Linked DNA regions of Rattus norvegicus: region 1 is linked to region 2. The links are chromatin contacts, called in public Hi-C maps. All regions are on one chromosome and are shown on one strand. Each heading gives the region's core, a stretch centred on a gene start, on an enhancer-like site or on the middle of the called end of the contact. The rest is flanking DNA. Distances are from core to core; before and after follow the strand shown.

Region 1 (6,778 bases), core at 3,045-5,544, 62 kb after region 2:
TGCTCCAGGTACGGGAAGACATGACAGTGAAAGCTGAGGAAAGATGGGGTAGTGCAGGTCAGTGGAAATAACCAGGAAGAGCTGAGGGCAGGACAAACTTGGTGACGGTGTTATCAGGGGCCTGGGCCACCCGGGACCAGTAATATCTATCTGGGAGCCTGAAGTGGCTATAGGTTGGACACCTGCAGTGGCCAAGGGACCCTGCACTTGTGGCTCACCAGTCTGTGATCTTCCGAACCTTCTGTCCGATCTGCTCACCCCAGTAGGAGATGACAAAGGTCATCCAAGTTGCAGGCTCACCCTGAAAAAAACAGGTTCAGTTCCTCTCCGGAGCCCTGGCTCCTCCCAAACGGCCCCAACCCTGGCTCCTGCCAGCTCACCGTCACCGGGTCCTCCAGCTGCCCCTCAGTCTCCTTAAAGCTGGCAATGAGGAAGCCGCGGCAAGCTCTCCAAAGCAGGCGCTCCAGGGCTGCAGCCTTGCAAGGCTCCACAGCACCTGCCACAAAACTGCAACAGAGCTGGAGGGGGACTGCAGCCTCCTCCCAAGCCAGCTCAGTAGGAAGCACCCACAGGGAACCCCCCCCCCAAACACAACAAACAGAGACTCAGGGGCCAAAGGGTCCCTGTCTTTGGTCAGTGCCCTCAGGCTGTCAAGAAAAGACAAACTGCCCCCACTCACTTGACCTTCAGGTCTGCATGTGGCCCTGGGGTGGCTGAAAGCAGGGGTGTTCTCTCAGTGGTGGGTCCCTCCGTATGGACAGCTGCCATCTGGTCACCAAGAGACATTGTGAGGCCCGGCCTAGGTTGGGTTTGGCATATGTATCTCCTGTCCCCATCCCTGCCCTGACTGTGGCTGACCGGAGGGGCGTGGCTCTGGCCCAGCACGGCTGAGTGGAGCTGTAGCTGGTGCAGCTGGGCCCGAAGTGCCTGTTGGTTGCCTCGAACATCCCGAAGCTCCTGGGCCAAGCGGTCCGTTTCCTCCTGGATGCGCAGCAGGTCTCGGGGAGGTGGTGCTGGCAGTGTCCCCTCGGGTGGGGTCAGTGTCAGGCCTGCCCGCTGCACTTCTTCCCGCAAGAAGGCTAGACACAGAAAGGGTGGCAGGGAGGTTAGGGGAAGCCACACAGAACATGCCAGCTAATGTCTACTGTTAGCCAAGAGCTGCAGACATGTAGGGAGATCCCAAACGCCTATCAAATGCCATGACTAATCTGCTGAGTCAGGACTCCAGAAAAATCCCAGGCTAAACTGCTGTTTCAGAAGCTCTGTTCCCCCTGTTCTGTCCTCATCTCTAACGTAAGGAAGGACTTCACAGCCTTCCATTCCAGCGTCTGCCCACCCCAGTCCATGTAGGCAGAAAGCCTGAATTGCGGCTCATACTCCAAGGCAGCCCAGCCTTAGGTCCTTGGCTCCACCCACCCAGAGTCAACCTTGGCTCCACCCACCCAGAGCCAAGTTCGTCCTGCGGATCCCGGCAGTCCCGCCTGCACCTCCCTTCTCTGCCTTCCACCTGGGTAGCTGGGACACTTCCTTTCAGACCAAGGCTGGCTAGTGCTCCTTCCAAGAAGCTAGCCAGCCTGGAATGTGGGTCTGGGTCCAACTTACTGAAGGTCTTCTCCAGCTCCTCGCAGCGCCGGACCTCTACCACGAAGCGTCTCTGGAAGGCACTCACCGATTCGTTGAGCTGTGATGGATACACATAGGGGTCAGAATCTCTGGGAGGGGCCTAGGAACTGCTCTGGGATCTAGGTCTGAGGCACCTCCTCCAAAAGTTGCTGGGTGCCCAGTGAGCCTGAAGTGACCAGCTGGAGCAGACTCAACCCCGTGCCAGAGAGGGCATGAGTAGGCATGAGGAGGGCACCAGTGCTGGAAGGGAGGGTTGGGATGCTTCCACGGCAGGCCAGGGGGAATCACGGGGCCTTTCCTGATGTGGGTTACCTGCCCAGGGCTCTGTCCCACCCCACTTACGTCTCTAAACTCCACGAGGCCCAGCTCACCCAGCTGGCTCACACAGTTGTAGGCAGATGCTGTGGGCAACAGGAGCTGGACCAAGGCCACCTCTTCACTCCGGAACATGGAGCCCATGATCCTTAGAGCAGGCAAAAAGGTTGGCTAGGAGCTAGTTCCAGGCAGGCATCCATACGCCTCTTCCCACTCACTGGATTGACAGATGGGGAAACTGAGGCTCCGAAAGAAGTAATGGGTACTGAGGTCGACAGAAAGTCAGTAGCCTGAGAAAGCATGGAGCAGCCCCATGACCCTAAAGCCTACCATAAGCTGTTAGCCTTCCACTGCCTCGTTGCTCCAGTCTATCCCAGAGACCACCGTTTGCAGCACTGTATCACCTCTCTGCCTGTGTCTACTGGAGACCCAGCTTAGCCCTGGGGCCAGAGGCTCCAGTCCTGAGGCTATGACAACAGACACCAAAAGCTGCTGAGCTGTCTAGCCTGCTTCCCTACACACGCAGTGGGTGGAAGGCTCTCTAAGTTCCCTGGGGCTAAAATCCTGAGGGAGAGGATTGGGTGGGGGTTGCCTTAGGCTACCCGGCTTGCTGGCATTGCCTGTGGGGCTGGGAAGTCCGGTGTTGAAACCAAGAAAGTGAAACTGTGAAACAAAGGGCAGGAAGCCCTGGTGGCCTAGCTCCAACCCCAGCAGGCACAGACACATCCTGGCTGGAGAGTGGACTCCAATACTCTCCCTGGGCCAATGCCTGCTCTGTAGCTATTGCTCTTCAGGGCCAGGGTCCTGGTGGGACATTTTCCTCAGCTCTTAAACTGGCGTTGAGGGCTGGGGGACACAAGTGGGAGCACACATTGAGAGGAACTTTAGATACTAATATGGGCCCAGCTTGCTGCCTGGCTCTGCCCAACTTCCTCCCTAGGCCTGGTTTACTTAAGGGGAAACCACAGTCCTGTCCCCAGCCTGGAAGAGGAAAGAATCCAGAGGGTGGGCAAGGGCTTCAGAAGAGCCAGGCCCTACACAGGCAAGGGTGAGCAGGAAGGGCTGGGTGAAGAGGGCCAGGAACCAAGTCTCTAGGGTCCTCCCTGAAATGTAACCAGCTGTGTGACACTGGGTAAGTCACTTGCCCTCTCTGGGTCTGTTTCCTCTTTGACAGAATAAAATTTGGCCACCCCTGGCAGGAAAGATGTGAGTGGGGAGGTGAACAAAAGATGAGTTGGGGATTTAGCTCAGTGGTAGGGCGCTTGCCTAGCAAGCGCAAGGCCCTGGGTTCGGTCCCCAGCTCCGAAAAAAAGAAAAGAAAAGAAAAAAAAAAAAGATGAGTCTCCCTACATCTTACTTCTATAAACACCCCTCCCCCCAATGCCTAGTGGACACCCCAGCCTTAGGATTTGTTTGTTTGTTTGTTTTTCAAGATAGGTTTCTCTGTGTAACCTTGGCTGTCCTGAACTGGCCTTGAACTCATGGATGAGCCTGCTTCTGCCTCCTGAGTGCTGGGATTAAATGCCTGTGCCACCACCACTCCTACCCCAGCCTTATCTTCTAAGTGGGTCAACCCAGGTTGAGTAAGGTGAAGTCTAAGGCCATATGGCCAAGGAACCAGACCAGAGAGGGGTCTACCCAGACAGAGGAAGGCTGCTCTGACCTGGCATGTCCCACCATGTCCCAGCACCATAACCACCAATACAGGGGTGCCCCAGACAAGGAATGCTAGCCAGTAAATGCAAGACAAATAAAAGTTGCTCCACACTCCCTGCAGAGAGTCCACACTATGCACTGTGATGTTAAAGGTCCTGTCTCCTGCCTCACCAGGACATCTGCAAGCTAGACCCACACACACCATTCCTGCTCTGGCCTTCCCCCTCACCACCCCCGCCCCCGGAAGCCCTGAAGGTCTGCCTTACTCCTGCATCCCCTTTCCGAGTCTTCTTTCGACCCTTGCCTTTTCTTCCAGCCCCTGCTCTTCAGAGGATGACAGAACGAGGAGAGGGGCTGGATTCTGCCTTGAACCGGGACAGCCTCCGTTTCCTCATCTGTAGAATGGGTCCCTCCCACAGAGCCAGACGCAGCAGGGGGCTCCTTGAGCTCAGACTTGGTGAGGCGAGCTCTGAAGTTGCCCGGAGTTAGTAATCTATCCTCTGCTTCTCCTTGCGGCCTGCCTGCACCCCACACAGCCTAACACGGGCGCGTGGCCGCTGAGTTGCCTCCACCCGGAGTCGGGCGGGGAGACTAGACCCTTGTCCAGGCGGAGAAAGCGGTTGGTAAGCAGGGCTGGGGCTCCTCAGTTTAGCAGGATACTCACCTACGTAGACTCGTCTCTCAACTCAGGACTTAGGATCTGAGCCCGCCCGCCCGCCGGCCTCTGCAGCTCACTCCAGCTCCGAAATACCAGAGTGGGCGTGGCCTGTGACGGTCCGCCCACTGCCCGCCCCCGCTGAGTTTGGGCGCCGGGTGGGGGTGGGGGCGAGGGCGGTGGATGAAATGGTTCTGGAGGTCCCGGAATCGTTTAATCCCGGGGATTGGGAGATAACCGACACCTGGGATGCCAGGTAGGACTTTAAGGATAGGTAGGCCACCTTCAACTTCCTGATGGGTCCTAGCACGTACAACAAGCTGCTTAGCTATTGTGCAAGATCTGCTGCTACCCAACCTCACCTAGTTCAGGCTGGGTAAGCGTGAGCCCACTCTTTGGGTCCCTCTCCACTGGCAGCAGGGTGTTGGTTGGGCCAGTCTCTGCTGAGGAACTTGCTCCCAGGAGACTGGAGACTCTCCAGAAGTGCCTCAATCTCCTTCCTAGCCCTTGGAGTCTGGAAACTGAGATTCAGGACCATTTAGCTGTTTGCACTTTGGACAGGCTGGACTGTAGCCACTGGGGACCAGAGGGGCAAGGGGCCCCTCAGCTCTGCTGATCCTTGGACCCCATTCAGTAAACAAGGGCCCTAGTGTGTGTGGGCCCTAGTATGTGTGAGTAAAGAATGGGAGCCTAGGGCAACCTGGAAACTGAGTCAAAGTGGGTAGGTATCCTCAGAAAGCAGGTATGGCACAGGTCTGATCTGACTTGGTGTGAGGACCCTCACACAAGTACACCAGGGGGCACAAGTCAGTGCTCTTCACTGTGGGGGAACATACAGGGCTACAAAGCTGTCATGGTTGCTGTGGTAGAAGTGTACATTAGAATATGAGAACCAAGCCACCAGCAGCAGCCTGTGTGTGTGCGTGCTGTGTACGTGTGTGTACATATGTGTGCGTGTCTGTGTGTGTGTGTGTGTGTGTGTGTGTGTGTGTGTGAGAGAGAGAGAGAGAGAGAGAGAGAGAGAGAGATGTTCACCTAACACCCACAGGCAGGAGGAGTCAGAGCTGCACAGCTTCGCTGGGACTGCAAACTGAGAAGCTGGGGCCCCCACAGCAGCCTGGGCAGGGACTCAGTGGGCAAAGGGGATGTAGCAAGAGGCAAGGCCAGCTCAGAGGCAGCGGGACCTATGTCATTCCCTTGTGACTGTCACCCCATAGCAGGCTTCCTGTTCCCCAAAGGATATTCTGACCTTGGGGGTTACTGGGTGCAAGTATGTGCAGCTACACTCCCCGTGCAAGCACACGTGGAGGCCCGAGGCTGACAGCAGATGTCTTTCCTCGGTTGCCCACCGCCTTACTCATTTTTGATACGGTCTCTCACTGAACCTGAAACTTGCCATCTTGATTAAATTTGGTTAGCCAATGACTCTGGGATCCACGAGACTCTATCCTCCAGCAGTGGCCGCACTGAGCTTTGATGTGCAATCTCAGGATAAGAACAATTTATCACTCAGCCCCTACCCAGCTTCCTCCTGAGGCTCTCGATGGACTCTGGCCTGAAGCCAGAAAGGATCCAAGTTCAAACAACTGTGGTGATGGAGATCTGAGAAGACAGAAGACTGGACCTCACCTCTCAGACACCCGACACCAATGGGGACAACAGGCCCGTGGTGTGGGAAGGCTGTGGGGAGAAGCCCAGATGTGTGATATGGTTCTGGGTACTGTTGCCCACCACAAAGAGGCCCAGTAGCTTGGAGCCATAGAGGAAGGCTGGGCTCTGCCTTTGCCAGATTTTGCGGGCAGGTGAGCCACTGGAACCCACTGAGGGAAGGATGCAGCAGGCCATGCACATGTATCTGGTCTGGGCAGAGCAAACCAGAGGCCTGGCTGCGTGGGGTAGATTCTGCCCTAGAAATAGAACACAACAGGCAGTGTGGGATCAGAGTTTCTTTATGGGCTATAGGGGCCACAAGGCTGGCCAGGTGGCAAGGTCACCGGTGGCCCGGTCACCGATACAGGTAGTCAGCCTGGATGTTGGCCGCGATCTCGGCCTCCCACTTGTCACCATTGTTGAGTAGCTTCTCCTTGTTGTACAGCAACTCCTCATGCGTCTCGGTGGAGAACTCAAAGTTGGGGCCCTGTGAGGAGGAGGTCAGTCAGTCAGCAGGGCAAACCCTTCCCAGGAGCCTCTGTGCTAGCCCTTCACCCAGCCCACTCACCTCCACGATAGCGTCAACAGGGCAGGCTTCCTGGCAGAAACCACAGTAGATACACTTGGTCATGTCAATGTCATAGCGTGTAGTCCGGCGGCTGCCATCTGCTCTTGGCTCAGCCTCAATGGTGATGGCCTGAGGGGCAGGCCACAGGTCACTGTCATACTGGCAGACCCCTCCTGGCCCTGGGTCTGCCCATCACAGCTCAATCTGCCCCCTGGACATCTGCATGGTTGCCTCATGTCCTCAGCCCTCCAAATGAGCCCCACTCACGTGGCCCCATTAGTCTCTGCCAGGTTTGTGCTCAGCATTTACCC
Region 2 (6,913 bases), core at 3,855-6,354:
CTCCTTTTTAACACTAAAAAATTATTTATTTATTTACATACTTATGGTAGGGCCCTGTGAGTGCTATACTGTGTATGTGTGGGTCAGGGGCCCATCTGTGGGAGTGGACTCTCTCCTTCCAACATCTGTGTCCTAGGCGTGGAACTCGGTTCTGAGGCCTGGAGGTATGTGCTGGCTACTGAGCCACCTTGTTCATCCCTGTGTTTGTGTTGTTGGGTCAGGGTCTTATGTAGTCCAGGATGACCTCAGTCTTGATAGTACCGTGATGATTGACTTCCTGATCCTTTTGCCTCTACCATTCAAGTGCCAGGGATTACAGCTATGTGGCATTACTCCTGGCTTCTGGGAACAGTTTTTGATTTTTTTTTTTTTTAAAGATTTATTCGGGTGTTGGGGATTTAGCTCAGTGGTAGAGCGCTTGCCTAGGAAGTGCAAGGCCCTGGGTTCGGTCCCCAGCTCCGAAAAAAAAAAAAAAGAACAAAAAAAAAAAAGGGGGTTGGGGATTTAGCTCAGTGGTAGAGCGCTTGCCTAGCAAGCGCAAGGCCCTGGGTTCGGTCCCCAACTCCGAAAAAAAGAAAAAGAAAAAAAAAAAGATTTATTCATTTATTATATATAAGTACACTGTAGCTGTCTTCAGATACACCAGAAGAGGGCATCAGATCTCTTTACAGATGGTTGTGAGCCACCATGTAGTTGCTGGGAATTGAACTCATGACCTCTGGAAGAGCAGTCGGGTGCTCTTAACCGCTGAGCCATCTCTCCAGCTCTTGATTTTTATTTGTTCATTTGCTTTGTGACTCAGAGATCTGCCTGCCTCTGCCTCCATGGTCCTGGGATTAAAGGTGTGCACCTCCACTGCCCACCTATTTTTAAGTAAAATTTATTTATTTATTTATTTATTTATTTATTTATTTATTTATTTATTTATTTTTAGTATGTGTGAGGAATGTGATGTGCTTGGGAAAGTCAGAAGACAACTTTGGGGAGTTGGGTCTCTCTTTCCATTGTGAGTTTCAGGGACAGAGTGCAGTTCTTCAGAATTGGTTGCGAATGATTTTACCTCTGAGTCATTTCCCTGGCCCAGCCAATTTTTTCCCTTGGGAACAGAATTTTTCAGCTCAAGGGCTATGAACATACTTAAAAATGTTGCTGTAATCTCTTAATATTCTGCCTTCTCAGACTCTTAAGGTCCCCCAATGTACCCCAGGGGTGCTGTCCCTCCTTGTCTATGGACACAGTTGTCTTTCGTGCAAGTCTTTTTTTTTTTTTCCCCCAGTTTTAAACTGCGTCAAGTTTAGGTGGGATCGATCACTCCAGTGCCTAAGATACCTTAGAGTTTTGTTGTTGTTTTGTTTTGTTTTTTGTCTTGGAGACAGTGTTTGTCTCTTTAGCCTTGACTGTCCTGAAACTTACTCTGTAGAGCAGGCTGGCCTCAAACTTACAGACATCATCCTGCCTTTGCCTCCCAAGTGCTGGGACTGAAGGTGTGCACCGGCAGTGTACAGCTGCATTAGGGTTTTTATTGCAATGATAAGCATCATGAGCACAAGCAACTTGGAGAAGGGGTTTTTCATCTTACAACTCTCAGGTCACTCTATCATTGAGACAGTGAGGACAGGAACTCAGGGCAGGAACTGAAGCAGAGACCATGGAAGAGTGCTGCTTACGGCTTGCTCAATCTGCTTTATATACTATCCAGGACCACCTGCCCAGGGTGGCACTGCCTAGAGCTGGCTGAACTCTGCCACATCAGTCATTAATCTAGAAAATGCTCAAGATATGCTACAGGCCAGTTTTCACTTTTTGTTGTTTTATTTTTTTATTTATATAAATCAACTGTAGCTGTCAGACACCAGAAGGCATCAGATCTCATTACAGATGGTAGGAGTCACCATGTAGTTGCTGGGAATTGAACTCAGGACCTCTGAAAGAGCAGTCAGTGCTCTTAACCTTTGAGCCTTAATCTCTCCAGCCTAACAGGTCAATTTTATAAAGGCATTTTATTAATTAAAGTTTCCTCTTCCCAAATGACTTGTGATTTTAACAAGAAAATTTATTGCAACCCTTTATCCCTGCCAGGAGGTAGGCTATTATAGTAATTTGACAGACGGGGACAGGCTTAGGCAGAAGAAGCCTGCTTGAAGGCAGATGCCAAGGAAGTAAAATGGGTAAGATTTGAACCCTGGGCAGCCAGGCTCCAAGGCTGTACCTCTCCCTTGCTGTGATATAGGCTCTAGAAGGGAGGAGAAGGTTGTGCCTCTAGGGCAAGCTTGTGACTGGAGAGGAAAACTTGGTTCACTCTGGCCTTCCTCAAAGTAGGGACTGGTGTGTGGCACAGGACCTCCACCTAACTTCAGAATTGCCATAGATGCTAGTAACAGGGTGTGCCTGTCCTAGAGCTAGCCCTTGCTGTTCGGGCACGCAAGGCTGGTACCAGCCACATGCTTCTACTTACAAAGCGGAGTTGGACCCATTGGCCCCACCCACTTTTTGTGATTTGGAAAGCTTGGAATGACAGAGGGGAGAAACTGCTTGAAGTGACCCTAAATCAACCCTATAGCCACATCACCTACGTTTAGATCCAGGCTATCATTTCCTACCTGTGTGGTCTTGGGCAAGTTCTGCTTTGTGTGTATGTGTGGGTGTGTGTGTGTGTGCACGTGCACATGTGGGTGTGTCCTCACTTGTGGAGAGACCAGCAGGCATCCTCAGGTGATATTCTTCAAGTGTCGGCTATCTTGTTTTTTGAGACAGGGTCCCTTCCTAGCCTGGAACTTGCCAAATTGGCTAGGCTGGCTGCTAGTGAGCCCCAGGAATGAACCTGACTCTGCCTCTCTAACTCTAGGATTCTAAGACATCCCACTACACCCAGCTTTGTTGGTTTGTTTGTTTGTTTTGCTCTTTGTGACAGGGTTTCTCTGTGTCATCCTGAAACTTGCTCTGTAGACCAGTCAGTCCTCAAACTCACAGGTTCACTTTCCTCTGCTTTCCGAGTACTGGGACTAAAGGCATGTGGCAGCATCATTGCCCGGCTACCACCTCATTTGTTTAAAGCTGGTATCAAAGTGATAGATTCATTAAGGCAATTTCATATATGCCATTAATAAGGTTTTCCACCCCTCGTGTGTGTGTGTGTGTGTGTGTGTGTGTGTGTGTGTGTGTGTGTGTGTGTGTTCCAGGCAGGGTTTTATTCTGGCTAGAGTTTTTATGTGGGTGATATATGTTCATGTTCTTTCCTAGCTTTGGCTGCCAGGAGGGAGCCTTTCCAACCCTTTCACCAGGGTGACCTCTTGCTGCTACTGGAAATTGTGTTCCCACGAAGGCGCCTTGTGGGTTCTCATAGTCTAAACCAGAAGAGGTCAGAGAAAACGTTACTGCAAATTATAGAGCTCTCCTCTCAGCCAGCTTGCCAACATTCCTCTGAGATTATGGGGACTCATATGGGGACAAAGGGCCAGTCACCTGCGAAGGCCAGTGGCACGGCCCCACCTCCACGTGGACTGCTGTTTTCAAAGTCCTTCGCTCCCTTATCTCAATGCCTTCCTGAATGGAGGCCTTGATTTCTTAGCCTTTCTAGCACACAGTGGTACTCTTAAGCTAGGCCTCCTTTTTTCCCTACTTCTCTGAAGTTCAACTCCAGGTCTAGCTCCGAGGGATCCTCCTAAGTCTCCTTCCATTTGCACTTTTTTTTTTTCACAGACAGGGTCTCACTAGGAAACTTGGGCTGTCCTGAAACTTACTGAGTAGACCAGGCTAGTCTTCAACTTGCAGAGATCTGCCTGCCTCTGCCTCTGCCTCTGCCTCTGCCTCTGCCTCTGCCTCTGCCTCTGCCTCTGCCTCTGCCTCTGCCTCTGCCTCTGCCTCTCAACTACTGGTATTAGTGTCATGTGCCACCATGCTTAGATTATTTGCATTCTTTTCAGTAATATCATTTTAGGGAGAGTAAGACCAGATAAGTATCTACTCTTTTTGAAGAGTTTTTGGCTTCCAGCAGACTGTAAAAACCCACAAAGAAGCCATTTTCTGCATGTTGGGCTCTGGATTTTCTAGACCTTTGGCAGCTGGAGAAACTTTTCTTCCTAGTTATACCCCACAACACAGACCTGTACTTTTATATTCTTTGTAGCCTCAATTACTTCCTGGAAGGACTGAAAGATCAGACCAAAGAATGAGGCAATGTGTGGGCATTCAGAGTAGGGCCTTGGCCCCCTTCCATGCCCTAGGGCAAAGGTACGTTAGTCATGGTCACGCGACTGGACAGCCAGGAAAGGGGGGGGGGCGGCAGATGACAGCGTCCAAAAAGACAGGAAGCACCCTTGGCTAGCAATTCTGGCGGCTGTTGAGGCCAGGCTGTTAGGAAAATGTCCTGAATCTAGCTGACATCCTCAGCACCACGGACAGGGAAACTGAGGCTGCGGTGCGTAGAGGGAGGCTTAAAGCCGAGAGCGCAGTCAGCTGACAAGAGGGTGTGTGGCCTTGACCCAGTCTCTTTTTGATATTAGAACCGCAGAGGAAAAATGCCTCCGGCCGGGAGTTGTATCAAGCGTGGATGCATCTCGAACAACGCCTGGGAAATGGGAACACCCACAAAGCTCCTTCAGGAGCTGCCTTGCCCCAAGGTCACGCGGAAAGAGCAGCTAGCCTCCAGACACCAATTTCCTGCCAGCTCCTGCAAAATCCCCGGGGCCTTTCAAATCACCACTTTCAGACCTGGGGGCGTGTAAGGAAAGTTTCCCTCTCAACACTCACTCTAGGGTCTGCCAAAGCTGCAGAGGCCTCGACTCGACTCTCTAGCCTCGAGAGGCCCAAGTCCGCGAAGGCGCCACCTTGTGAGTGCTGGCAACCGAGGTAGCGGGTCCTTTCTAGGACCCTCGCGACCCCTAGACAAGGCCCCGCCCCCGGTGCACTGGCCCCTCCCTCACCGTGGGCTCACCGCCTGAGGCGAGGAGGGGCTGTGCCGCAGCCAATGGGAAAGCGGCGTGGCGAGGGTGGCGGCGGTTGTGATGCGCCGCAGTGTCCAATCAGCGGCGAGCGCGGGGGCGGGCAGTGACGCTAGGCTCTCCGCGTGCTACTCTGTAAAGGAGCGAGCCCCGCGGCCCACTACAGCAGTCGCCCGCCGTCAGCCTCCCGCGCTCGTCTCTCGTCACTGCTGCTCGGCGTCCATTGCTGCCTCTCCCCGCAGTCGCCGACGTCGCTTCCCCGCGCGCTCCCACAACCGCCGCCCCGCCGGTCAGTGAAGCCGGTGAGCCATTCCCCGCGCCGGCCCCCAGAGGCGGGCATCCAGCCGGACCCCGAGTGTGGCCCTCTCCTGCTGTGGCCGTCCGCGCCTTCTCGACCGCTTATCCAGCATGAAAACCAAGTTCTGCACCGGGGGCGAGGCCGAGCCGTCCCCGCTTGGGCTGCTGCTGAGCTGCGGTGGCAGCGCTGCCCCGACGCCCGGCGTAGGGCAGCAGCGCGATGCCGCAGGCGAGCTGGAGTCCAAGCAGCTTGGTGGCCGGTCCCAACCTCTCGCGCTGCCGCCGCCACCACCGCCGCCCCTGCCGCTGCCCCCGCCGCCATCACCGCCGCTAGCGGACGAACAACCCGAGCCCCGGACGCGGCGCAGGGCCTACCTGTGGTGCAAGGAATTCCTGCCCGGAGCCTGGAGGGGCCTTCGCGAGGACCAGTTCCACATCAGTGTCATCAGGTCGGTGACTGCGGCACCGCGCGGGGGGAGGTGGGGGCGGGGCGGGGCGGCGGCCCGGGTAGAGGTGAGCGCTGCGCATGGATCCAGGAGCACACACCCCGCAGCGCGGAAGGCCGCCTGCGGGCGAGCTTTGAGAATACGTGAGCTGGGATGCTGGTCCCTTGCGGGAGAACAATACTGTGCAGTCACACAAGTACATTCTGTACCAAAGCTCAAAATAGATGAGTCTAGGAAGCCGTTTCCCTACGAGGGCCTTCAATGAAAAAGGGATGTGTGGCTGGGCTTTAGAAAAAGAGGGAGGAAAAGTCCCCGGGTAACTTTTCCTTGTAATCCCTTTAGTCTGTAATTTGATCACAGCCCTCTCCCCTTCCAGAAATTCTCCTTTGGCACTCGGGGAGGCAGAGGCAGGCGGATCTCTATATATTTTCGAGGCTGGTTTGGCCTACATAGCTTCAGGTCAGCCAGAACTACATGGCAAGATACAGTCTCCAAAAGAGGTAGAAAGGAAGTTGATGTGTGTTAATGGAAGGTAGCAGTCAGTCACTCATCTCCTTCTGAGGCTCTTAAGTCTTTGTCAACCTGTGTTACTGGCCAGCGTCTGGAGGTGTGGCTTCACAAATAATCGTGAAATAAAAAGAATTCCTTCTCTGAAAGATGGATCTCTTGTGGGCAGAGTAGCCTTGAGCATCCTAGGTATTGGAGCCTGACTTTGAACCACTGAGGATCCTGAGTGCGTGCGACACACACACACACACACACACACACACACACACACACACACACAGAGCTCTGGTTGTCTTGGAACTCACTATGTAGACTCACAGAAATCCACTGCCTCTGCCTCCCCGAGTGCTGGGATTAAAAGCATCTGCCTGGCATTCTCCACTCCTTTTAAATTTAAATATATTTCATCTTAGATTAGAAAATTTTTTTAATGTATTCAGACTAATAGAGAAATGTAGCTGTACCCTTGCCATTTTGTACAAGTGCTTGACATTCAGTATTGAACTTTTTTTTTTTTTACCTTTAAAAACCCATTTGGTCATTTTCTACCAGTTTCTGTTTGATTGGTTGACCCAGTTGAGTGCCAAGTGTCTAGAAACTGACTGGCTGGCTGGCTGGCTGGCTGCCATCAATAATCCTCAAATCCAGTTCTAGTCATTTGATTCCTTTTCCATGCCCAGTCTTTCACCAGAGTCATGAATGCAGCAAAATTAACTCTTTGGA

The links. Hi-C and Micro-C count contacts between places; a contact is called where the count stands out from the background.
Region 1: a contact with region 2 is called in a Hi-C map of liver, with 2.1 times the contacts expected there. The contact joins the promoter of Tcirg1 here to the promoter of Chka in region 2. A contact is called at or near these places in 4 of 12 Hi-C or Micro-C datasets (Schwann cells, frontal cortex and liver) and 1 of 1 datasets of contacts at active chromatin or transcription factors (oligodendrocytes).

Annotation. Positions count from the first base shown.
Region 1 is chr1:210,563,641-210,570,418 of GRCr8, forward strand. It overlaps Tcirg1 (T-cell immune regulator 1, ATPase H+ transporting V0 subunit A3), which reads right to left and starts at 4,295. Exons shown (of 20, transcript NM_199089.3): 1 at 4,259-4,295; 2 at 1,966-2,086; 3 at 1,603-1,681; 4 at 859-1,079; 5 at 680-768; 6 at 381-507; 7 at 219-301; 8 at 1-33. The coding sequence starts at 2,082. Ndufs8 (NADH:ubiquinone oxidoreductase core subunit S8) reads right to left here. Exons shown (of 7, transcript NM_001106322.2): 6 at 6,468-6,596; 7 at 6,183-6,386. The coding sequence ends at 6,255.
Region 2 is chr1:210,501,011-210,507,923 of GRCr8, forward strand. Chka (choline kinase alpha) reads left to right here and starts at 5,105. Exons shown (of 12, transcript NM_001398586.1): 1 at 5,105-5,686. The coding sequence starts at 5,349.